Regions from separate parts of the Mus musculus genome. Here region 1 is linked to region 2. A link is a contact called in public HiChIP or PLAC-seq data. All regions are on one chromosome and are shown on one strand. Each heading gives the region's core, a stretch centred on a gene start, on an enhancer-like site or on the middle of the called end of the contact. The rest is flanking DNA. Distances are from core to core; before and after follow the strand shown. Region 1 overlaps Gm31456 (a long non-coding RNA gene). Region 2 has its middle 84 kb from the start of Gm23909.

Region 1 (6,807 bases), core at 2,710-5,209, 800 kb after region 2:
CAAAGGGAGTGGGAGAAAACCTGCTGTGGGCGGGCAGACTAGGGAGGACTGCTGCACACTTTCCACATGGCCCGTGATGGGTGTCTGGCTGTGGAAAGCCACTGACCCAGCCTGCAGGGAGTGGACAAGGGGCAGTCTTAGGTCTTTGGGCCTCACAGAGGCCAGAGATATCAGGCTCTCAGTCTCAGGCATCCCAGACATAACTGGACACTGCAGAAGAACTGAGAACAAAATGGGGGTCCCGGGGGCCACTCCTTCAGCCCTGGGGCCGAAGGGAGAAGAGGGCAGGGAGAGAGGGGGCACTGGGTGGTTCTTACGTGGGTGAGAGTCCTTGGTCCAGTCTGTAGCTGGAACACAGGAAGGCCTTCCAGCAGGAAGTTTCCTCTTTAGAGGAAATCCTATCCCATTGTTTAAGCACTGCAGGCCTTGATGAGCAGAGACAGTCTATAGTTTTAGAGCTTTATTGTAGAAAGGCAGGGAAAAAGAGAGAAGGTAGAAAGAGGGAGAGAGGCCAGCCGTGGCCATGTGGAGAAAGCGGGAAAGAGGGAGAGAAGGAAGGCTAGAGATGAGAGTAAGAAAAGTGAGAGCTTAATGAGGGAGAGAAGATACCAAGCAGCCCCTTTTATAGTGGGCTAGGCTACCTTGCTGTTGTCAGGTAACTGTGGACAGGATTCTAACCAGAATGCCAGGAGCGTGGGGCTTTATCTGTGTCACTAATAGTCATAGAATTATGAAGTTGGGGGTTCTGTGGTGTCAGGCACCTGTCTCTGGGAACATGACTTACTGTTCAGTCCCTTGCAGAGTTTTCTACTAGGTCACCAGAGCAAGCCTCATTCAATGAAAATAGGCTGCCTTTCACGGCCCCACAATCACCTAGGCAATACTTTAGTTTCTGCCTTTTCCTTTTCCTACAGTATTAAAAAGATACCCCAGACAGACAGACACTGTCTTAACATAGGTTTGACTTTAGCTTTCAGTTAGTAAAATTTGGATTTCTAGAAGCTACTAGAATAATACTGCATTGTAAAGGTTTCTAAAGTAATTTCTAAAGACTAATAACCCTCTACTTCAGTCTCTTTAAGCTTATTTCTATTATTCATGGATATAAATGGACCTTCCTAATTTACATGAATATTCAAATGCTTTGATCATCCCAGTTAACATTCTAGAAGCTTAAATGAATTTTAAAGTGTTACAGATACAAATTCTCTATATACTTGTGTGATTAATCAGAAACCAAGATAATCCAAGTATCTGTAATAAAAAAAAGTCAAAAGCGAAACAATTCCCCTAGTTATGCATTTCGCCAACTTTATCACCAAATAGTTAGTTGATATGCAAGATTTCCTAAGCCTGATCCCTTTGAATGTGTGTGAAAACTTCACCTGACAAGATCAAGACCTGAACATGCTCTCAACATGACCTCTGGGTAAGTCTTGATCTTCACTTTAAAGACAACTCAGAATATGAGAACATTATATTGACTCATAGTTTTAATTCCATAATAGCTTGAAAACTCTTGATCATTATCATCATTTTCTCTCCCTGTTCTCCACTTCATTCTGTTAGTTTGGAATTGGGAGAGAGAAATGAATGACCTTCTTTCAAAAGTAACATGACATGTTAATTTTATCTCATTTTAAATGACAGAATGATTCTTTACCTCTCTCCCTCCTTAAAAATTAAGAGACCCTACGTACTTGAATATCTTTTACCTCTTGGTACTTGGATTAATGAGAGAAACCTGGTGGTTAAACGTGTCAGCTTTATGCTGTGATTGGAGATTACCTTTCTGAATGCTCACTTAAGAGGGAAAATGGGGGAGCATATCATGTGCTTCAGTCCCCACCCCACATGTGCCGCCCAGACAGCTTGACCCTCAGAAATTCTGACACCACCATGATAACAGGTAAGACCAACCCCCCACACCCCAACATCTGGCCTAACTGAGAATGAAAGACCCACAACGTGAAGACTCCCCCACGTTCTGACTCAGGAGAAGCAACACCCCAAATCACTCAAGAGAAATGGTCTTGAAGCAAACCTCAAGAGGACTTTTATTCCAGGCTCATTCTAGGGCACACAGTCATACACCATGCAGGGGTAGAGACCATGGCACCACTAGTAGATAGGTAAGGGAGTATTTAAAGGAAAAAAAAAAAAAACACAACTCAAGGGGTTGGAGAGGGTGTTGTTGGAAAATACCAAAAATACCAGTTAAGAGTCATGAGGAAGTCACAAGTCACAAAGAAAAATACCTGATAGTTGTGCAGTTATTTCTCAAGACAGTTTCTATGAGCCTCTAACAATAGCACATTTGCATAGTGGTTCCAGCAAAGGTCAGGGTGGTCTCTTTTGAACAAACACTCCCTGAATCCAGGAAGCAGGTGGGTAAAGGAATGTCGCTATCTGCTTTATGATTAGCCTGCCTTGGAGCATTGAGTCACAAAGGTCGCATTCTCAAGCCTGGACCTAAAGGTCTAGTTTTTGTTTGTTTGTTTTTCTGTTATACTTTTTCAAGACTGCCCACCCCCTGCTCCCCCCACCTGAGATGCAACTTCCTTCTGGTCCCCAACTGCACCCTTGATCAGATCTGGAGTTCCATCTCCCAACCCACCCCACTCACACCCAGAGATAGCATGACTCCCAGAAGTTCCATCCCAGCTAAGCTCACAGATCAGATGTTCCAGACACCCTCCTACTACACACAGAGACAGCCTGAGCTAAGGAGGTTCATCATAACCTGGCTCACAGGAGGGGGGACAAGCTCCAGTCAGAGACAGAAAGGCCAGTTAACTCCAAAGATAGCCAGATGGCAAGAGCAGGAAAATAAGCAATAGAAACCAATGTCACATGGCATCATCAGAACCAAGTTCTCCCACCATAGCAAGCCCTGGATACCCTAAGACACCCAAAAAGCAAGATTCTGACATAAAATCTCATCTCATGAAGATGATAGAGGATACTAAAGAGGACAAAACACTAGAAAGTCCCAGACATCAGGGAAGCAAGTGGCTCCCAGGACCCAACAAGGATAATATTAGCCAAAATACCCAACAGAAGGGAAATAGAATCTGAAGAAACCAACTCCAGTAGATAGGTATGGCTCCCCCAGTTGAGGGATGGGCCTACCCATCCATCTCAAAAAATTTAACTGTGATACGTTCCTGTCTAAAGGAAACATGGGGACAAAAGATGGAGCAGTGATTGAAGGAAAGGCCACCCAGAGACCACCCCACCTTAGGATCCATCTCATCCACAGACACCAAACCCCTACACTATTGCTGATGCCATACACTGGAAGTGCTCGCACACAGGAGCCTATAGCTGTCCTCTGAGAGGCTCTGCTAGTACCTGATTAAGACAAATGCAGCTACCCACAACCAACCATTCTACTGAGCCTGGACACCACTGAGTCCTTGGGGAGGACTGACAGAGCTGAAGTGGATTACAACCACATAGGAAGAACAACAATATCTACTAAGCAGACCCCTCTGAGCTCCCAGAGATGAAACTACCAAACAAAGTTCATACATGTTTGGGTCCATCGCTCCTACTGTATATGATGTTTATGACTGCCTTATCTAGAATCAATGGGAGGGGAGAGGCCCTTGGTCTTATGGAGGCTTGTCCCAGTGTAGGGAAATGCTAAAGGGGTGAGGCAGGAGTGGGTGGGTGGGGGAGCACCTATTAAAGGCAAAGGGGAGGGAGATAGGATGGAGGAGTTAAGGAGGGAGACAACCCTGAAAGGAGTAATTATAATGTAAATAAATAAAATAACCAATTAATTTAAAAAGGTAGAAGAGAAGGAAAGGGAAAAAGGTCAGGCACCAGGAAACTCCACTAATTCCTAGGTAATTGAATCAAAAGAGTAACATTAATGGCATCCCTGAGTGGTAGCCTTCTTGTCTCCTTAGAAATGCAGAAGGCAAACTGTTCATTGTTGTAGACAGCATTGATATGGAAATGACAGTGGTTGAGAAGGCAACACAATTCTGCATGGATACACTGACCTCAGGTTCTCCACTGTGGGGTGCCCCATCTCTCATGGCTATTTCAACTTCTTTGAGGTCACAGTTAATTAGTAAACAGCTTGAAAAGGTGGCACTTAAGGGGGGTGGTGCTCCACATTAGATTATTCATACATACTCATGAATACACTCTCACCACACAAGGGGATAGAATATAAATATCAGGGTACAGAGGGACCACAACTTTAAAAATAACTGAAAACAATGTAATTAAAATATCTAGCTTTGAGGAAGAGATGAATAAAAAGAACTCTTTGAAATTACCAATTCAAATGTCTTCCTTTTACAAATGAAAAGCTAAGCAAGAAAGAAGGGGAAGTGATCCTCACAGGTACCACAGAAGCTGTGGGATGACAAGCATCAACCCGATGTTGGTCTTAGTTTCTTTATTGCTCTATTTTCTCCTTATGCTATAGTGAACCTATTTATAAATACTGTGGGCAAGAAGTGATCATAGTAGCAAATACATGGTATTATCTCAATGGGTTACTTCTCAGGAAGGGTAAGAAATAGATGAGTAGTTGTTTCTTTTTTCTAATATTAGAAATTTAATACTGTTCTTTGACTGATAAATACCAGGAAGATTTGATTCCACCAAGCTACTGTCCTAACAGCCATGCTCCTTTCTGGTTTCCCATGCATGAGATTACTTTGATTTTCCCAATGTTTTTTAGTTTATCTGTAGTGACATCTGTGTGTGTAAGTGTGTGTGTGTGTGTGTGTGTGTGTGTGTGTGTGTGTGTGTGTGTGTGTGTGTGAGAGAGAGAGAGAGAGAGAGAGAGAGAGAGAGAGAGAGAGAGAGACTAGAGACTCAGAGCATGAGACACATCCTAGTGGGAAGTAAGACCATTTCATTCATGTATTCTTCTGAAGGGCTTTTGTTGGTGCATTGTATGCCAATGGTTGTTACTAATTTCTTACCTCCTACTTTTCCTTAGTAAGAGGACTATGGTTTTTAAAATAGTAATTTTACCAGCTAGATGATTCTTTCCTAGACTTCCCTGGAATTGGGAACATCTGTATGCCTGTTTGTTGTAGAAGGATAAAGGGATGAGAAGTGACTTCAGAATGTGTCCACAGGTAATAAGAGAAGGCTGAACCACTTTTGCTTTGTGAGATAATGGAAATGTGTGGTGCGGTTCTACACATATTCCTGGAAGGCAAATGCAGGGGGTACATGGGACAATGAGGGAATTTGTCCAAGAGGTCTGATCATGTGGACACCCTTTCAGCTACAGAGAAACCCTTCTGACCCAGGCAGGGTCCACTTGGAAAGCAGAATGGCTATCATGCCAGTGTCTGGAATATCTCCCTGTGTCTAACTTTCATAGTGAATTACTTCCTACGTAGTACATAGGAAATAGATTGCTCACATTTTAGCAATCACAAAATGAACAGGAACCTTCACTGGAAGGAAATAGTACTGAAAGACCCACAACGTGAGGACTCCCCCACGTTCTGACTCAGGAGAGGCGACACCCCAAAATCACCCACAAGAAACGGTCTTGTTGTAAATTGCAAGAGGATTTTTATTCAAGAGCGCTCTCAGGCCCACGCAGGGGTAGAGGACCGTGGCGCCCCGAGTAGCTGGATTAGGGGGTATTTAAAGGAAGAAACCACAACTTAAGGAGGTGGGAAGGGCATTGCTGGAAAATACCAAAAATACCAGTTAAGAGTCACAAGGAAGTGTAAACTTACAAGAGTCACAAGGAATACCTGGTAAGTGTTAACTCTCAAGACAGCTTCTAAGAGCCCCTAACAATAGCACATTTGCATTGCAGGTTCTGGATGACTTTCTTTGAATGAGCACTCTTTGAACCCAGGAAGCGGGTGGGTGGAGGAATGTTGCTATCTGTTTTATGATTAGCATACCTTTACAAAGGCCACATTCCCAAGCCTGGCCTATAGGCCTAGAATTCTGTTTTTACTTTGTTATACTTTCAGTACTTATACAGAGAAATTGAAACCTCAAAATTAGCTAGGGAGAAAATGATCCAAAGGTATAAATCCTGGTTAAGAATGTCCATAGTCTGAACAATAGAGGGCTTTTTCTTATGACCGTGTTTCTAGGACTTAGAACATGGTCCAGTTGCTCTTTTTAGATAAATTTTGTAAGTAGGCAATAGGAACCCACTTTTTTTTTAGTGATCTGCGCTGAGTATAATTTTTTTATTGAAATTAACCCGGCATTAGTTATAATTTTTATGTATGTAGTGTAAATTCTTACATTCAATTTTGCTCATACATTTAAGAAATAAAAAGAAAACATTATAGCTTTCTAAGTAATTTTATCTTTTTAGCCTTCTAGCTTAACATTTATATACTAGTATAAATCTGTTTCTAACTTGATGAAAATTGCAATGAATAGTCCACTTAATCTACAGTAGTATTAAACTCTAGAACTGGGAATTCAGTCTTTCAGGTAGAGGAACAACAATAGGTACATTTGCTTTAAGAAAAATATTTGAGTGGAACATTAGTGATTCAAAGTTTGATTTGAAGAGCAAAGAAAATACTCTCACACTACTGGTAGCAAACAAATCTAGACTTTTTTTTTTTTTTTCTAATACAGATTTAGACTCATATAACACCATCATACATGGAGGAGGCATACTAATAAAAGGAGGATAGCTATCAAAGGAATACTTGCAGGTCACTTATAAAAGTCATTTTGGCATGAGTTTTTCCTGAGTTTTTCTTGTCCTCATATTATAGATTGTGTACTAAAAGTAGGATTATCAAATGACTTCTAAATTTTCACACACTTTATAATTCT
Region 2 (6,366 bases), core at 855-3,354:
TCAGATCTAAACTCTCATTTCATGAAGATGATAAAGGACTTTTAGGACATAACTACTTCCCTTAAAGAAATACAGGACAAGACAAGTAAACAAGTAGAAGGCCTTTAAGAGGAAACACAAATCCCTTAATGAAATACTAGAGAACACAATTAAACAGCAAAAGGAATTGAACAAAATCATCCAGGATCTAAAGTGAAAATAGAATCACTAAAGAAAACTCAAAGGGAAAAAGGCCTGGAGATTGAAAACCTAGGAAAGAGTACAGGAGTTACATATGCAAGCATCACCAATAGAATATGAGAGATAGTAGAGAGAATTTCAGCCACAGAAGATACAGTAGAAGACATGGACACAACAATCAAGGAAAATATATATAAAACCTCTTACCTCGAAATACTCAAGAAATCCAGGTCACAATGAAAATAAAGAACCGGAGAATAATAGGTACAGAAGAGAGTAAAAATTCAAAACTCAAAGGGCCAGCAAAGTTCTTTAACAAAATTATAGAAGAAATCTTTCCTAACCTAAAGATATGCCCATAAACATACAAGTCTCCTACAGAAAATAAATTCCTCTTGTCACATAATAATTAAAACAGAAAATGCACAGGACAAAAAAAGAATAGTGAAAGTAGTCAGGGAAAAATGTCAAGTAACATAAAGGGAGACCTATCTGAATTACACCACACTTCTCAGCAGAGACTCTAAAAACTGGAAGATTCTGGGCAGATGTCATACAGATCCTAAGAGAACAAAAATGCTAGCCCAGGCTACTATACCCAACAAAACTTGAAATTACCATAGATGGAGAAATTAAGGTAGTGCAAGATAAAACCAAATTTAAACAATATCTTTCCACTAATCCATCCCTACAGAGGATTATAGAAGGGAAGATCCAACACAAGGAGGGAAACTACATGCAAGAAAAGGCAAGAAATTAATCTTTTCACAACAAACTCAAAAGAAGAGAAACACACAAACATAATTCCACCTCTAACAACAAAAATAACAGGAAGCGACAATCATTGGTCCCTAATACCTCTCAACATCAATGGAGAGGCATTAATCAATTCCCCAATAAAAACATAAAGGCTAACAGACTGGATACATAAACAGGATCCAGAATTTTGCTGCATACAAGAAATACACCTGAGAGACAAAGACAGACATTAACTCAAAGGAAAAGAATGGAAAAAAATTTCCAAGCAAATGGTCCCAAGAAACAAGCTGGAGTAGCCATTCTAATATCCAACAAAATAGACTTTCAACCAAAAGTTATCAAAGAAGATGGGGAAGGACACCACATACTCATCAAAGGAAAAATCCACCAGGATGAGCTCTCAATTTTGAACATCTGTCCCCCAATTGCAAGGGTACCCATGTTTGTAAAATAAATGTTACTAAAGCTCAAAGCGCACATTGTAGGAGATTTCAACAACTCACTTTCACCTATGGACAGATTGTGGAAACAGAAACTAAATAAAGACACAGTGAAACTAAAAGAAGTTATGAACCAAATGGATTTTAAAAAAATCTATAGAACATTTCACCCTAAAATTAAAGAATGTACCTTCTTCTGAGAACCTCTTGGTACCTTCTCAAAAATTGACCATATACTCAGACATAAAACAAACCTCAACAGATACAAGAACATTGAATTAATCCCATTTATTCTATCAGACAACCACGAACTAAGGCTCATCTTCTGGTATATCTGTTGTTGAAGTCCAGCTTTAATTTATGGTGTTCTGATCAGATACAGGACATTGTTTCAATTTCCTTGTATCTTTTGGGGCTTGCTTTGTGACCAACTTTGGAATTACTTATTTCCTGTGTTTTTGAACGTAGTTATCCTTCTTGGGTTGGAGTTTTTCTTTTAATATTTTCTGTAGTGTAGGCTCCCCCAGCTTGAAGCAGGCTGATCCAGACTTTGACCTTGCTGCCACTAAGAAGGAGATTACCTAGGGTGGAGCCTTCTGACATAGATGGCTCTTTTGTTCTGTCACCTGCCACTGCTCTCTCCAAAACACTGCTACCTGCTGAGAGGCCCCTGAGATATTCAGGAGGAACATTCTATCCTGCAAGTGGCCTACAGGGTGGCTCCAGATACCAAGAATGGACTGGTGGGGGATGGGCCTTCCCCCTTAAAATCACACTCTCTTAGTAAACTGGCGGGCTTTGAACAGAATTATGTCTTGGTCTCTATTAATTTCTCACCGCAGTCTAAGTCTTTTTCAGCCCCAGCCTGCCTCCCAGGTGTACCCGGTTCAAGAGGGCCGCGGGCTGGTATACAACACTGTAGAGCTTGATTTGTGGAGAGATATTGTTTGAATTGGGATTTTCTTGAAATACCTTGTTTTTTCCCCATCTATTGTGATTGAGAGTTTTGCTGGGGATAGTAGTCTATGTTGGCACTTACAGTTTTTTAGAGGTTACAAGATATCCTTCTAGGCCCTTCTAGCTTTTACATTCTGAGTTGGGTATAATTCTGATATTATTTTACCTGGACACTTTCCCTTGCCACTTGTAATATTCTTTCTTTGTTTTGTAGATGTTATGTTTTGATTATTTTGTGCTGGGAGAATTTTCTTTTCTGGTCGAGTCTAATTGGTGTTCTATAAGCTTCTTGTATCTTTATAGGCATCTCTTTCTTTAGTGTTGGAAAGTTTTTTTCTATGATTTTGTTCAGAATATTTTCTGGGCATTTTTCACCTTTCTCTATTCTATTATTCTTAAGCTAGGTCTTTTCAGGTTTTCTCAGAATTTCTGGATGTTTTATGCTAGGAAATTTTTAGATTTAACATCTTCTTTGACCGATGTATCAATTTGTTCTATTGAATCGTCTATATGCGAGATTCTCTCTCCTCTAGCTCCTGTATTCTGTTGGTGACACTTGCTTCTGTTGTTCCTGTACTCTTCCCAAGGTTTTCCATCTCCAGGATTTCCTCAGCTTGGGTGTGTGTGTGTGTGTGTGTGTGTGTGTGTGTGTGTGTGTGTGTATGTGTGTGTGTGTGTTTCTTATATTTACACTTTCAGGTCCTGCACAGTTTTACTTATTTCCTTCATCTGTTTGATTGTATTTTTACTGTATTTTAAAAAAGGAATATATTCCTTTACTCTTTAAAGGCCTCTATCGTCTTTATAAGATTGGATTTAAGGTCATTTTCTTGTGTTTGGTTATATTAAGCTAGCCAGGGCTTGCTGTTGTTATAGTAGGTTAGCTGTTATTTGGAGGTATCATATTGCCTTGGGTTTTGTGGATTCTGTTCTTTTGGATGCCTTTTGCAATTTGGACATTTTTGGTCCCTGGATGTTCTTGTTGTAGTAGGTATTGGGAGTAGGGCGACCTTTGATGGTCTTAGAGTGGCATACCTCTGATGGGCATCCTTGAGTTGTATGGTTTCAGACCTGAAGGTCTGTTATGGTTCTGGAGTCTCAGGTCTGATGAAGGTAGAAGGATAAGTGGTAGAAGAATGGAGGTCCCCCTTGTACAGGAGGCTACTCAAGGCAGCTTGTCTTGGACTAGAGCTCCTGTAGAAATTCTTGTGTGAGTTTTCAGTGACCTCTGTGCAGCTTGTGGTACGGTAGCAAGTTTTGCAAATATTATCAAGTTATTATGGCTAAGGACTCTTTCTTCTTAATTTCTGGAGTTTATTTGTTAATTTTCATTTAAACTGACATCAACACTTCTATTTTGATTTTTGACAACTCTGACATTTCTTCCCAGTGGGCTCCTATCAATTTGCAAAAGGGATGCATAATTTAAAAGACTTCCTAGAATGAAGTTGTGGGTCAGAAAGCAAGGTGTGTTCATTCACCTTCTTTTGTTCTGTGCAGGATGCCGAAAGCTGTGTCTTTGTGTGCTCCTAGAATGTTAAGGTCCCCTGAAGCTCATTTTCTTCTTAAGTAACAGTCAAAACTCTGTTTTATTTTCTATTTAGTGCTTCCAATTCTTATAATTGTACACAGCAGGGAAGACTGATGGGTTCACACCATACTAACTATTTCTAAACTCCAGGGAGTCAATTTATTAAACTAGAGTTAAAACCTATGTAATCACCCAAGGCTACTTCAGGTATTGACAGACTAAGAATTGACAGAGAGATTCCGAGCTCAAGTCATATGCCCTGTCTGTTTTCCTAAATCTTAAAGTTTAGAGAGATATTAATGGAAAACCTACACTAACCATTCAAGTTTCGCAGCACTAATTGTATTTAAATGGCTGCTATGCCAACTATCCCTACTCTGAGCAGGAAAAGAGACAGAGGGATAGACACAGCCATGCACAGAGGAAAGAGAACTGTTGTTGACTTGAACACAATTTATAGACACAAATTCTCTCTGGTTTTCCAAGGATTGGTCTTTCTTTCTTTCTTTCTTTCTTTCTTTCTTTCTTTCTTTCTTTCTTTCTTTCTTTCTTTCTTTCTTTCTTTCTTTCTTTCTCTTTGTCTGTCTTCCTTCCTTCCTTCCTTCCTTCCTTCCTTCCTTCCTTCCTTCTATTTTTGTCTGTACTTCATGAAGTTGTATTTGTTCTGTTTAGCTAACTTCTTTTAAGCCGAATAGCTGCAGGTTAAGTCTAACTTCTCAGCCTGCTTCAGAGGCAAAAACATAGATGTTTCACATGTAACCTTAGATGAACAAAGCCTGAGAGTCATCTAGGTATTTAAAGTCCCCACTTGGCTATCCATACAGAACCTTACACAGAACTGCCTCTATGAATACTGAATTTATATAAAAAAATTCTTTTAACGCATTTGGATATGAATGATGTGTTGTATTTAATACAGAAAGATGGCTTTCTTTGCCAAGTGTTATTCTTAGTTCATTCATAGCTTCCTGAATTGGGCTATGAAAATCAACAGGAAAATGGATTAGGATTAAGACAGCCTTCAAACACACTCCTTTGTTGGAGCTCAGTTTATCCTGGAGTTAAAACCCTTTATATAACACCATGGGATACACATTTGGCTCCCTGGCTAATAACTGAAAAGAAATGGAAGTTAAAACTAAAGCCTCTGAACAATGGGGGGCTCTGCAGATAAAAGCAGGCATGTGATAATCCTACTCCTGTGAAAACTCTAATCTTTGGTGGGGGTGGGCACTGATGGATCCTGATATAGTATTCTAAGTTCCTGGGCTTGCCAAGAGAACAGGCCACTCTGGGGTGTCTGTTTTGCTTGTTTCCATGAAAGGCAGAGTAAAAGCATCATAGTTTAAGCACAAAACACACAGCTGAGTGAGTTTTGACCTTGGCTGTATCCCAAGGAGGCAGTTTAAGTGCACAGTTTGCCTAGTTCAGAGAGGACTCTTGGAATCAGTTGATAAGTATTATATCGATAGTTTTCTCTGATAGGAGCCAGATGTCTCCTTCCCTCTGTGTGATTCTTTTCTTTGCATCTACAAAATAACACGTTAAAAACAGAAAAACCATACCTCTGCATCTTACATTGCAATAGCACTTTCTTAGCTCCATTTGTGACTATGAGTTCTAGAACCTATTGCTCCAGTTGCATAGCAATGCCTTTTCCTCTGGGCATACAGACAGGAGCCTGACCAATTGTCTACGGGGAACCTCTGGATGTGAACACTATCCATCTGGGCTGTCATGCTTGGGTCTCCTAAACAGGAACTCTTTTTCCACTGTAGGCAGTGCTGTGTTCTCTAAGGACATGCTTTCACGGCTGAACCATTTAGTTCTATCTCATCTAATAAGTTCTAAAGTTCATCTATTATATTTTCAGAATGAAGCATATTGCTTGGAAAATATTTTACAGAAAAATCATGCAAACAAGCATTTGTTGAATATCCCACCAGTGTGTTTTTTAGTTAAACTGACTTTACTGGTAGACCTTCAGTAACAGTGCTTTTTTCTGCCAACTACATTGTAGATATAATTGAATAAGTGGCTGTGGGATACTAATGAGAACTCATGTGAACCAAAGCATTTATAGTACTGCAGTGGTCATTTGCTATATATAATTTCTTTGGACCTAAGATTCTGGAGAAAACCGAACCATTACTATAAACAATATGAAATGTTCAAGACATGTGAAACGAGAGCCATCCTATGGAGATGGATCAGAGAATAAAGTCTATGCTGCATAAGAGTGAGTAACTGAGGTTGAATTCTCAGAATTCTCAGTGGTATCCCTTCTATAACCCTAACACTCCAATGAGGAATAGGACAGGAGAATTCCAGGAAGCTTGTGAGCCTGAAATACACAGCAAAATCAACCAACCAATCAGGAAATAAAAACAACAGGAGGCATTGTCTTTTTTTTTTTTAAGGTTAATTTGTTTATTTATATTTCAAATGTTTTCCCTCTTCCTGGTTTCCTCTCAGAGGACTCCCCATCCCACCTCCCTC

The links. HiChIP or PLAC-seq counts read pairs in DNA pulled down with a chosen protein or histone mark.
Region 1: a contact with region 2 is called in an H3K27ac HiChIP or PLAC-seq map of embryonic stem cells, with 3 times the contacts expected there. The contact joins two enhancer-like sites. A contact is called at or near these places in 1 of 115 datasets of contacts at active chromatin or transcription factors (embryonic stem cells) and 1 of 9 other capture datasets (embryonic stem cells).

The regions. Positions count from the first base shown.
Region 1 is chr14:38,317,157-38,323,963 of GRCm38.p6, forward strand. All of the region lies in intron 2 of Gm31456 (a long non-coding RNA gene), which reads left to right. Among named protein-coding and RNA genes, the nearest start is that of Gm31456, 41 kb to the left of the region's middle. Within about 2 kb of position 3,960, at least 9 of the 459 cell types and tissues checked have an H3K27ac peak or open chromatin away from gene starts, as enhancers often do. A contact at or near this core is called in embryonic stem cells, where this site is marked.
Region 2 is chr14:37,518,762-37,525,127 of GRCm38.p6, forward strand. No RefSeq gene overlaps it. Among named protein-coding and RNA genes, the nearest start is that of Gm23909, 84 kb to the left of the region's middle. Within about 2 kb of position 2,105, at least 8 of the 459 cell types and tissues checked have an H3K27ac peak or open chromatin away from gene starts, as enhancers often do. A contact at or near this core is called in embryonic stem cells, where this site is marked.